Regions from separate parts of the Sus scrofa genome. Here regions 1 and 2 are each linked to region 3. The links are chromatin contacts, called in public Hi-C maps. All regions are on one chromosome and are shown on one strand. The core of a region is the stretch at or near the end of the contact, and the rest is flanking DNA. Distances in the headings are between cores, read along the strand shown. Region 1 has its middle 13 kb from the start of POGZ. Region 2 holds the start of PIP5K1A (phosphatidylinositol-4-phosphate 5-kinase type 1 alpha). Region 3 holds the start of RFX5 (DNA-binding protein RFX5).

Region 1 (3,318 bases), core at 502-3,001, 140 kb after region 3:
AGTTTCTTCAGCTGTGAGATATGACTGTTAGAATTCACTGACCTAATGAACAGAATTTTATTAGCATAGAAAAGTGTTGATAAATGAAAGTGAGAATAATGATAATTATTATTTTATTACATTTATTAAAAAAAAAGTTTTTGGCTGCACTTGGGGCATATAGAATTTCCCAGGCCAGGGACTGAACCTGTGCCACAGCAGCAACCGGAGTCACTGCAGTGATTGTTGTTTTTATTACTGGCCAGTGGCCACCTGTTGAGGATGAGAGGTGTTCCCCGACCATCAGCACCCTCACCCACATGCCTATGTGGGCCTTCTGATCCAAATGTTGAACTAATGAAAATGGCAAAAATGAAGTGAGTGTGTGTAATGGGGGCAGAGCTATAAAATTCAGCCACAGATCACAGTCTTGATTAGCACAAAAGAGCGTTGCCTCTACTGAGAAGGGACAAAGTCAAATTCAAGCACTTCAGGCTTTCATAATACCTTTATAGAACAATAAAAAAATTTTAATAGGCAATAAAGGAAAAGAGAAAATAAATATTTATTTTAAAGTAAACATAAATTGGAGTTCCTGTTGTGTCTCGGTGGTTAATGAACCCGACTAGTAACCGTGAGGTTACAGGTTCAATCCCTGGCCTCACTCAGTGGGTTGAGGATCCAGCATTGCCGTGAGCTGTGGTGTAGTTTGCAGACATGGCTCAGATCTGACATTGCTGTGACTGCGGTGTAGGCGGGCAGCTCTAGCTCGGATTCGACCTCTAGCCTGGGAACCTCCATATGCCGTAGGTGTGTTCAGCCCTAAAAAAAAAAAAAAAAGAAAAGAAAAGAAAAAAAAAGAAAAAAATAAAGTAAAATAGGTCCACAGGAGTACTTAACTTCCAGCACCCCAAGCTCCCAGGACGGCACTGCAGTCAGTGCTTCCAGACACATATGGAATATGTCCATGCCCCTGGGGTCCCAGGGTAATAGAGGAGCCTGGCAGAATTGCCTTTTTTTTTTTTTTTTTTTTTCCTTTTTAGGTTTACTAGTTAGGAAACTCATGGGGCCTATATTTTTCAAATTGTGAGGGGCAAAATCAGTTAGTTTTACCCATTCAGAATATGTATAGAATTCAGCCAACTGCCCTGAGGAGCAGTTTCTCGGTTTGACTTTTGTCTCTAGGATTTAAGAAGTCATTCCCAGGGGAACTTGTTTTTCCTATAGCTGAACATAAGGATTTGGGAGCCAGGGGAAGGAAGGAGGCAAATAAAATGACAATCCACAGAACGAACTGCAAGGTCTGAAGACAAGAACCATTTGGTCTGGTGGGATCTATATTAATTAAAAAAAAATCTCCATCTTAAATATTCAGCATCATCGTGCACCTTTTACAATTAACCCAACAAGCAACACTCTTGGTTTGTAGGCCAAATATTTCATTTTCATGGAAGACAGAGCTCGCCTTAAAAAGCCAGACTCCCCTCAGCGACCTGCCGCTTCTGCAGCGTCGGGTAACTTTTCCCTCCAGTTTGGTGGAAGGTTACATTAGAAGAAAATAGTCCCTACCGTCTAGAAACTTTTCAGGGGAAAAGAGGGCTTCAGACGTGCGGGAGGGTGGGCAGCACCCGCCCGCGCCTCGGGAACGGCGAACGCCGGGGGCTGGGCTGCCAGCGAGTGCGGAGGCGCCAGCGGCGGGGCGGGGCGGAGGGACGCGAGGCGGGGCCCAGGGAGAAGAAAACCCTGAAGTCGTGCAAAGGGCAGCGTCGGCCAGTGCTCCTCTGCTGTGCACAAGCCTCCCGGGAGGGGGCGCTGGCGGACGGGGTGTTAAGGATGGGGGGTGTCGGTCTCCGGAATCCTAGAATCGGCTTGTGTTGTCAACCATCTTTTTTTATTCATCACTTCTTTTTGTCATGATGATCTCTTGGCCTCAGGCTGCGAGAAGGGAGCCATATTCAAAATGCAGAAGAAGAGGTGACCTGGAGGAAAAATTAAAATGCGATTTTTAAAAAATAGAGTTTTTCTTACTTTCTTTTTCTCTCTCGAGTTAATTTAGATGTAAATTACATTTTGAAAGGCCTCCAAGCTCAGGCTCCAAGGCTCTGTGCTCTTGCCCTCACAGATGCTTAGCATTAAGATTTTGGTGTAATGGTAATTTTGTCAATGGAGGCTGACTCCTCAAAACATCACCCTGGTAAGTAAGGAACATTTCCATGGGTTATGACTTTGAGGTTTTATTTTACTTCATTCTAATAAATGTCCCTTCTAAAAGTTGTTACGATTAAACCTGGCTGAACCCAGGTTTAATTTGGATTATTTTTTTAAAAACCTTAAGGTAATTTACCTACTTTCTCATTCATATTTAGGAAATTTTGCTTTATTGCTATGTGGACTTTATCTTTTACCATGCTGTTCTTAGTGTGGATAGAAAACAGCCTGTCTTTCTCTTTCCTGGTTGGTACTGTCTGAAATTGTGAGGAGTGCTTAGTGCAGAATATTGCTGAGTATTGCAGATTAAACAATCTGCCATACCTGTTTATTTAATCAGAAACAGCAATTATGTATACAAATAGTCTATACCAAGTTATATACCAGAAATCATCGTGTAAAATAAACTCCTCAAATGTAGAGACCCTATTTTATTCTTCGGCGAAATGGAGTAAATCTTCTTGCAGTGTTGTGTATTTTAAAGGATCTAGGATATTGGAGTTCCCGTCGTGGCTCAGTGGTTAACAAATCCAACTAGGAACCATGAGGTTGCGGGTTCGATCCCTGGCCTTGCTCAGTGGGTTAAGGATCTGGCGTTGCTGTGATCTGTGGTGTAGGTTGCAGACGTGCCTCGGATCCCTTGTTGCTGTGGCTCTGGCATAGGCCGGTGGCCACAGCTCCAGTACGACCCCTAGCCTGGGAATCTCCATATGCCACGAGAGCAGCCCAAGAGATGGCAAAAAGACAAAAAATAAAAAAATAAAGGATCTAGGATATAATAGGGACTCATTAAATGATAGCTATTAGTATTATTTATCTTGATATCCTAGAAGTGCTTTGCCCATTGCAGACAATAAATGGTGGTTGATTGAATGAACATACTTTGTTCCTCACTATACATACAGGGAATATACCAGGATGGGACCCTTTAGCCCAATGACTTCATCAATGAAGCTTAGTGTGGAGGTGTCTATACTACAGTCCTTTTATCAGATACAGGTTCTCTTGACCTTGGAATGTGGGCCACTTAAAGTTTTCAGGGGGAAAACAAGTGTGCCTACTTCACTATTAGGCCCTAACCTCTTGTCAGTATGGAACTTGAAAAGTTTGCTTAAATATGGAAAAGCTAAG
Region 2 (3,603 bases), core at 500-2,999, 150 kb before region 3:
TCCCAGGCTAGGGGTCAAATCTGAGCTAAGGCTGCCAGCCTATACCACAGCCACAGCAACTCCAGATCCTATACTGCAGCTCACTTCACCTTGAGGCCAGGGATGGAACCTATATCCTCATGGACACTGGTCGAATTTGTTTCCGCTCTGCTACAATGGGAACTCCAAGATCTTGATCGAGGGAGGGAGAAGGCAGAGGTAAATGCATGGGTTATTTTCTGGGCTTTTGGTCCTAGTTTCCTTTTTTTTTTTGTCTTTTTAGGGCCACGCCTGGGGCATATGGAGGTTCCCAGGCTAGGGGTCGAATCGGAGCTGTAGTTGCTAGCCTACACCACAGCCATAGCCAAGCCAGATCCCAGCCATGTCTGCGACCTACACCATAGCTCATGGCAACGCCAGATCCTTAACCCACTGAGCGAGGCCAGGAATTGAACCTGTGTCCTCATGGCTACTAGTCAGATTCGTTTCCGTTGGGCCACAATGGGAACTCCTTAGTTTCCCTTTCAATGACCCAGAAGACATGTGGATAGAAGACAACTAGGTCATCTTGGGTGTTACAATACATAGGATTCCCCCCTCCCTAATCCTCTTCATTTATTCATTCCACAAATAACTATTGAGTTCTTACTATGTACAGAATTACATCATGGGAGGAGCTGGAGATAGAGTGAAATAGTTGTTGCTCTCTACCAGCTTACAGCCTATTTATTCAGAGTCAGGTCTTCAGATCGCCACAAGAGTTCATAATTTCCAGGGTATATATATATATATATTTTTTTTTTTATTAAACTTTTCAGGTTAGTACAAAGATTAGAATAGAGTGGGGAATTTCTCTGTGCGCCTCTATGCTCTTTCGAACATCGGTAACTAAGAGAGGTTAAGGCTTGGATCGCAGGAAGACCGTGATGTTTCCGATCGCCTTTTGTGACCCTTTTTGACAGGTCTTCAGTTGTTCACTTTTCAAATATTTACTGAATTCCATCATCGTGCTCAGTATTAGGCTTGAGGCAAAGTGTACGTTGTGAACATCATTGAGAGGAAGGCAAGACAGACATGCACTTTAAATAATAAAGCAGTAAAGCCGGAAGAATACTTGGTGGCATGTGATGTTTTATGATATTATCATTAGAATGTTGAATGTCTCTGGACAGCAGCGCTTCTATCGGGAGTTTTTCCTGGTCTGTGAAACGGAGAGGGCCTGCCCCGCGGACTCTTGCAGAGCTCAGACCTCGCCACCCAGTCCCTTCAAAGAGGCGCGCCTAGGTGGCCTCACCGAGGCACCGTAGGGAAGGTCTGCTGAAAGGGACGCGCTGTCTTCGACCCTTGGATTCGTTAGGGCGCGCCCCACCCGCCTCATGTGATCTGTAGCAGCCTCCTGATTGGTTTGGCTTCCCAGGCTGGGCTGGGCACCAAAGGTTGGGCGCGTGCGCAGTGCCCGGATTTCACGGGCCACCCGGAGTCGAGCCTTGGGGTTGGGCGATAAACAGGCCGTGGCCAAGGAGGAGGGGGGAGGGGGCGTTCGCTCTGCCGGGACTTCTCACAGACACCCCCTCCTTGTTATTTTAGGTGTGGTTTGGTCCAGATGTGGGGTTCCGGTAGCGGGTTTGAGATTAATCTATTGTGAAAGGGGAAAGTAGCTCCGGCGGAAAGCGGTTAAATCTGCGGAGAGGCTTCGAGACGGGAGTTCTCCCCCATGCCAACCGAATGGTGTGGCCCTGAGTTGGTCCGGGAGCCGGCCCGACGTGTCTGAGAGAGGCCCCAGAGGGGGCGGGGAGGTGGCCCGCGGAACGCGGGTTCTGTGAAGAGACGTGGGGAAGATTCGACTCCGAGAAAAGGAAGATCCCGATTGAAAGGGAGGGAGGCCGCTGAGGGGGCGGGGGCTGCCAAGATGGCGTCTGCCTCGTCTGGGTCGTCGGCGGTCGGGTCTTCACCCGTGGATTCCGGGGTCCCTCCCTGCACCTCGTCCTCAGGTAATCACGGTGGGGCGTGGGCTGAGGGTTGATGATGGCTGTGCAGTAGGAGGAAGAGCGAGACCCTGGAACGGCACCTTTAGCTGGGGGTGTCCGAGGCGTTGCCGGTAAGGAGGACAGAGGGCTAGGCTTTCATACAGCAGGGTTTTCTGAGCGGACTGGGGGAATCTAAGGAAAGGGTGGATTTAATTGAGAAAAAAGAAGCTGTCAAAGATGTTGGTTGTCTTCGAGGAGACCGAGTTGAAGACTTGTAAGGAGTAGGGTCAGGAAGGGATGGAGATTGACGGTGGGAGTAGGAAGGAACCGAAGGGAGTAGAAAAAAGTAAATGGAGGCTTCACAAGTAACGAGGAATTACGTAGTGTGAGAGGTTGGTAGAATCCAAATTGATTGTGGTGTTAATTGGATTAAAATGTGGCAGAGAAACCATGGGACTTAAAAGGTATGGTGAGTTGTGGGACGCTTTCCGATTGCTGGGGAGTTACGGAATACTGTGGGTTTTGTTGCGGGTGGGAGTATTGAAGCCGTCTTTTTCACAGACCCCCCCTAATGCGTCATTACTTCTCACTGCGTGCCCTGCCCGGCCCCCCGCCACACATACAAACACGCGCCATCTCGCAGACACACGTACACATTTTATCAAACATCCTCCTTTGAAGACTTACATCTCTAGACTGCCCAACTTGGGAAGGAATGGGAAGTTTTGAAAAGAGCCTGAGGAATGTGGAAAATTAGGGCTAAAAGACCTTGAAAACAGATGGAGAAGGCAGAATGCCGAAGTCTTGAGTTATGGTAGATGTTGAGGGAGGTGATGTTGGCAATTAGGCCTGAGAAGGATGGGGTTGGGGGTGGCTCTTAAGTGTTGTTGGAGAATATTGCATAATAGGAAATGGATTGGAAGAATGCTTAGGCAGGAAATTGGCAATTGGAGAAGGGAGCTAAGGGCATATAGCTCAAAGTAGTTAGAAACTGTTGAAGATTGAAGGAGGGCAGAAGAACCCACTAGAAAAGCAACAGATTGTGTGTAGGAGGGAAAATGTGTGGTGTTGGGATGTGTGTGTGTGTTGTGGGGGTAGTTTGAATCAGAAACTGTTCTAGAGCTTCCATCAGAAATGTCTGGCCTTCCATAGTGACTGTTGCCTCCACACTGAACAGGAGAGGCTGCCAGTTGATGGATGTTTTTCTTTAGACATTGACAGTTCCTTAGGCCTGGAATTGTATCCTTCCCATTTCAAATTGATTAAATAGAGGGTTCCATCTTTCATAGTCCAGCTCAGATGAGCGAATACTTGGTCACAAATATCTTTTTCATAAACTGCAGTTTTATTTATGTACATCTATTTTTAGTTTCTTGGGAGGTAATTTTTGCCTTTCCTGTAAAGGATTAGAGGGCGGGAACAACTCATGTTGCATTCTGTGGAGAAGGATAAAGTTAAAAATGACAGTTTTTGGTTTTTTGGCTGCTCCCGGGACATATGTAAATTCCCAGGCTAGGTATTGAATCTGAGCCACAGCTGTAGCAACTCTGGATCCTTAACCTCCTGCACCACAGCAGAAAGTCCTAAAATGGTTTTTTTTTTTTTAACACAGTAGCGCCTTAACTTAAAATCTTTTCTTTCGAGAGTTCCCATCATG
Region 3 (3,383 bases), core at 489-2,988:
ACATCTTGCTGAGGCAGGGAGGAACAGAGGCAGGAGAAATAATAAGGCCGAGAAGGACCCAAGGTAGGACCCTCTGACCCTTACCCAAAACTCTAGCTGACTTAGTAACTGTCACATGGGAAAAAGACCTCAGAAATGATTTGAGGCTGGGTGCTCACTATGCCCTGAGGAGCCCTTATGGGCCACTAGGATGAGAGGGGGAGTGGAGGGGGTCAGCTCTGATTTTATTTCTATGCGGCTTTTACACAAGAGGTCACACAGACGCTCAAGGGGAAAGTGATGGCAACTTGCAAAGCCAGTTACTTCTGACAGGGCAGACAACATACCTCTCTCACAGAGAACTTTCCTACCGATAGCCTCACTATCATTCTCCACCAACTGCATCTCTCTATTGCCCTCTTCCCCCAAATACTCACCAGGATTCCCTCTACTTTGTTCTGCACGGCCTTGCTGTGGAGAAGAAGAGAAAGCTGGAGGTCATACACAAAAATTTTCCCCATCCCTGGGTCTTTCTGCCAGGGAGAGGAAGAGGGCTGAAAAAACCAGCAGGTGCTCAAGAACTGCTATGATGATGAAGACGCTCCCCTGATGGGATACACTTGCTTGGGGAATGGCAGATTGTCGAGAGAGACAGTAAGTGCTTACAGGGGTGGATACCCAGGTCTGGAATGAGGTTTGGAGATGGTGATGAGTACTTACGAAATGGTACCTCGGAGCCTCTGAAGAAGGGTGGTGGGTTCCCCTGCCTCGGCACTACCTGAGGGGGCCCTTCCCCCTGTCTTTGGGCTTTTAGCATCAGGTTCATCTTCTGCCATCCTGGCATGAGGGCTAGAGGTGAGAGAAGACAGGACATGAAGATTTAACTTCCTTTCCCCTCATGGAGGCCCCAGGACCACTCCTCTCCTCTCTACCCAGAAAGAGAGACAAGCAGAAAAAAAAAAAGCCTCAGAATTGCTCCAGTGGTCTTTTTTTCTTCCCCACCACTTATCTTTTCCAAACGTTATAAATTCTTCCAGTACTTCTCCAGGCCCATCTATACCCCAAGAGATCTTTGCCATCTCCATTCTATCTGCCCCACCTTTCTGCAGTCTGCTAAAAGTGGAAAACCGTAAAGGAAGAGATGGGGGTTTGGGAATCACGTTAGAAATTTTCCTTTCTGCTTCTGACCCCGCTACTGCCATCCTTCCTTCCCCTCAAAAACAACCACCACAAGACAAAGTTCTTTAATTCTCTAATATAGTCCGCATCACTGAATCGGCCTGGGAGGTTAGAAAGGATACGAACATATTCTGCCTTCCAGGCTTGGAAAAAACTGGGCCCAAGTTCTCATTATTTAATCTCGCCACGGCTTCCCCCGCAGCTCCCCCTCCCCACGTCGCAGGCCCCTACGTCACCTCCCTCAACATCCCATCCTGATGCGCGCCCCCACTTCCCTCCCTTCCCCCTCTATTCAATCCCTCGTTGCAGCAAAGTGGGGGGGAGGGGGAGTTCAGGGCTGCGGAACTCCTGGGCTGGGCGTATGAACCCGGTAGGGAGAATGGGGTCCCAGACTCGGGGCACGTGCACATGGGTGAAGAAGCCGTTGAAAATACAGCCAAAATATTTTTCTGCGCTCCTCCCAACTCATATTGCCCCCTCCCTACCTTTCAACAGTCGCCTTCCAACACAAGCAACATTAAAGGTAAGGGAGAAAGAGAAACTACCTCGTAGCCACCTTCACTTCAGCCCAGCCCCACGGTCCTGGCCCAGCGGGCTCGTGCGTTGCTTTATTTTCTTTTTTCTGAATGGCTGGAACAGCCCCGATCTGCCTAGATACTCGTACTGCCCGCTCTATCATTGGTCGTTGCTGCCACCCGGAGACAGTAGGCGCCGGTCTCGTACCGGCGGCAGCTAAAGTCTGCCTGGTAACAGAATCCGATTGGTCAATAGGGGAGGGAAAATCCAAAGTTGGTCTTATTTGAGTCAAGAGGGGGAAGTCCGGGTTAGGTTTCGGTTAAAACTGGGGTCGGTTGGGACTGCCGGTCCCAAGAGGTTCTTCTCTTAAAGGGACCGCAGGACGAAAGACTGGGCGCTCGGCTTCTTTTGGAGCTTTCTTTTCTCGTGCCGTCTTTCAGTTTTGCTTTCGGTGATCGCAGCTACTGGAAGAAAAGACTCAATGGATGATAAAATCACTAGAAAATTATAGGAAGTAGTGATGGAAGTTCGATATGAGCTCACATTACCCACTTCTGATGAAAAACAAGTTGAACCATTGCCCCCACCACCCAACACAACCAAATAGACACAACAAACCTGCAAACACAGGCTCACATTACTCATTGATGGAGGCCTCCAAACCTCAGCAGCTGTACCACATTAAACTAAAGTGCCTTTAGTGTTCATAAGTTTCCCGTGTGTACTTTATTTTCTTCCAAAGAGTTGTTAATGCCTTTGCATCCCCACAGTTCTGCACTCAGTGAACACTGGAATTTTGACTGACTCCCCCAGAGGGTGCTGGATGCCCACAGGAACTGACCTTTTTCTCTTCAGAGAACATTGTTACTGAAAGGTCATGAGTTCTTAACCCTCTTAGTTAAGGCTTTTTAAGGCCAAGAGTCAAATAAATTCAAGGGACTCTCTGGCATGAAAAATGCAGGTACAGACCGAGTGGTGCATCTAAGGTCAGAAGTCACGGGGACTCCAGGTTAGCCACGCTGTGAATGGACAGTATTTTTTTTTTTTTTTTTTTTTTTTTTTTGCACAGCAGCTATGTTACACACAAAGCCATATTTGTGATCCTGACTTATACATTCTCCAGTCTCATCATCACTGTGCTTTTGTAAAGAGGCTGGCAATGTTGCCTGATCTCATTACCATGGCCCATTGGAGCCTCCATTTCCCTACTACCAGCTTCCTGGAGGGAACCCAGGGGATTGATTGCAGAGTTGGGGGAATGATTGCAGAGTTGCGGGAATGAGGATATACTGGAAAGAAGGTTTTCTAGTAACAGCTAAAATGTATTTGGTGGATACTGTGTGCCAGACACCATACCAAATATTAAAGACCTCATTTGGGGAGCTCCCATTGTGGCACAGCAGAAAGGAATCAGAATAGTATCTATGAGGATGTGGGTTTGATCCCTGGCCTCACTCAGTGGGTTAAGGATCTGGCATGGCAGTAAGCTGTGGGGTAGGCTAGTAGCTGTAGCTCCAATTCACCCCCTAGCCATGGGAACTTCCATATGTCTCAGGGGCAGTCCTAAAAAGCAAAAAAATAAAAATTAAAAATATAAAGACCTCATTTTGGAGTTCCCGTCGTGGCTCAGTGGTTAACAAATCTGACTAGGAACCATGAGGTTGCAGGTTCAATCCCTAGCCTTGCTCAGTGGGTTAAGGATCCGGTGT

The links. A called contact is a pair of places that touch in the nucleus more often than the background predicts.
Region 1: a Hi-C map of liver shows a contact between it and region 3, with 11 times the contacts expected there. A contact is called at or near these places in 2 of 5 promoter capture datasets (fetal liver and liver) and 3 of 47 Hi-C or Micro-C datasets (epiblast stem cells, liver and skeletal muscle).
Region 2: a contact with region 3 is called in a Hi-C map of skeletal muscle, with 2.9 times the contacts expected there. A contact is called at or near these places in 3 of 47 Hi-C or Micro-C datasets (heart right ventricle, liver and skeletal muscle) and 1 of 2 datasets of targeted methods (alveolar macrophages).

What each region holds. Positions count from the first base shown.
Region 1 is chr4:97,761,639-97,764,956 of Sscrofa11.1, reverse strand. No RefSeq gene overlaps it. Among named protein-coding and RNA genes, the nearest start is that of POGZ, 13 kb to the left of the region's middle.
Region 2 is chr4:98,054,626-98,058,228 of Sscrofa11.1, reverse strand. PIP5K1A (phosphatidylinositol-4-phosphate 5-kinase type 1 alpha) reads left to right here and starts at 1,749. Exons shown (of 15, transcript NM_001244451.1): 1 at 1,749-1,970. The coding sequence starts at 1,889.
Region 3 is chr4:97,900,825-97,904,207 of Sscrofa11.1, reverse strand. It overlaps RFX5 (DNA-binding protein RFX5), which reads right to left and starts at 1,738. Exons shown (of 10, transcript XM_005663455.2): 1 at 1,644-1,738; 2 at 700-828; 3 at 417-450; 4 at 1-8. The coding sequence starts at 815.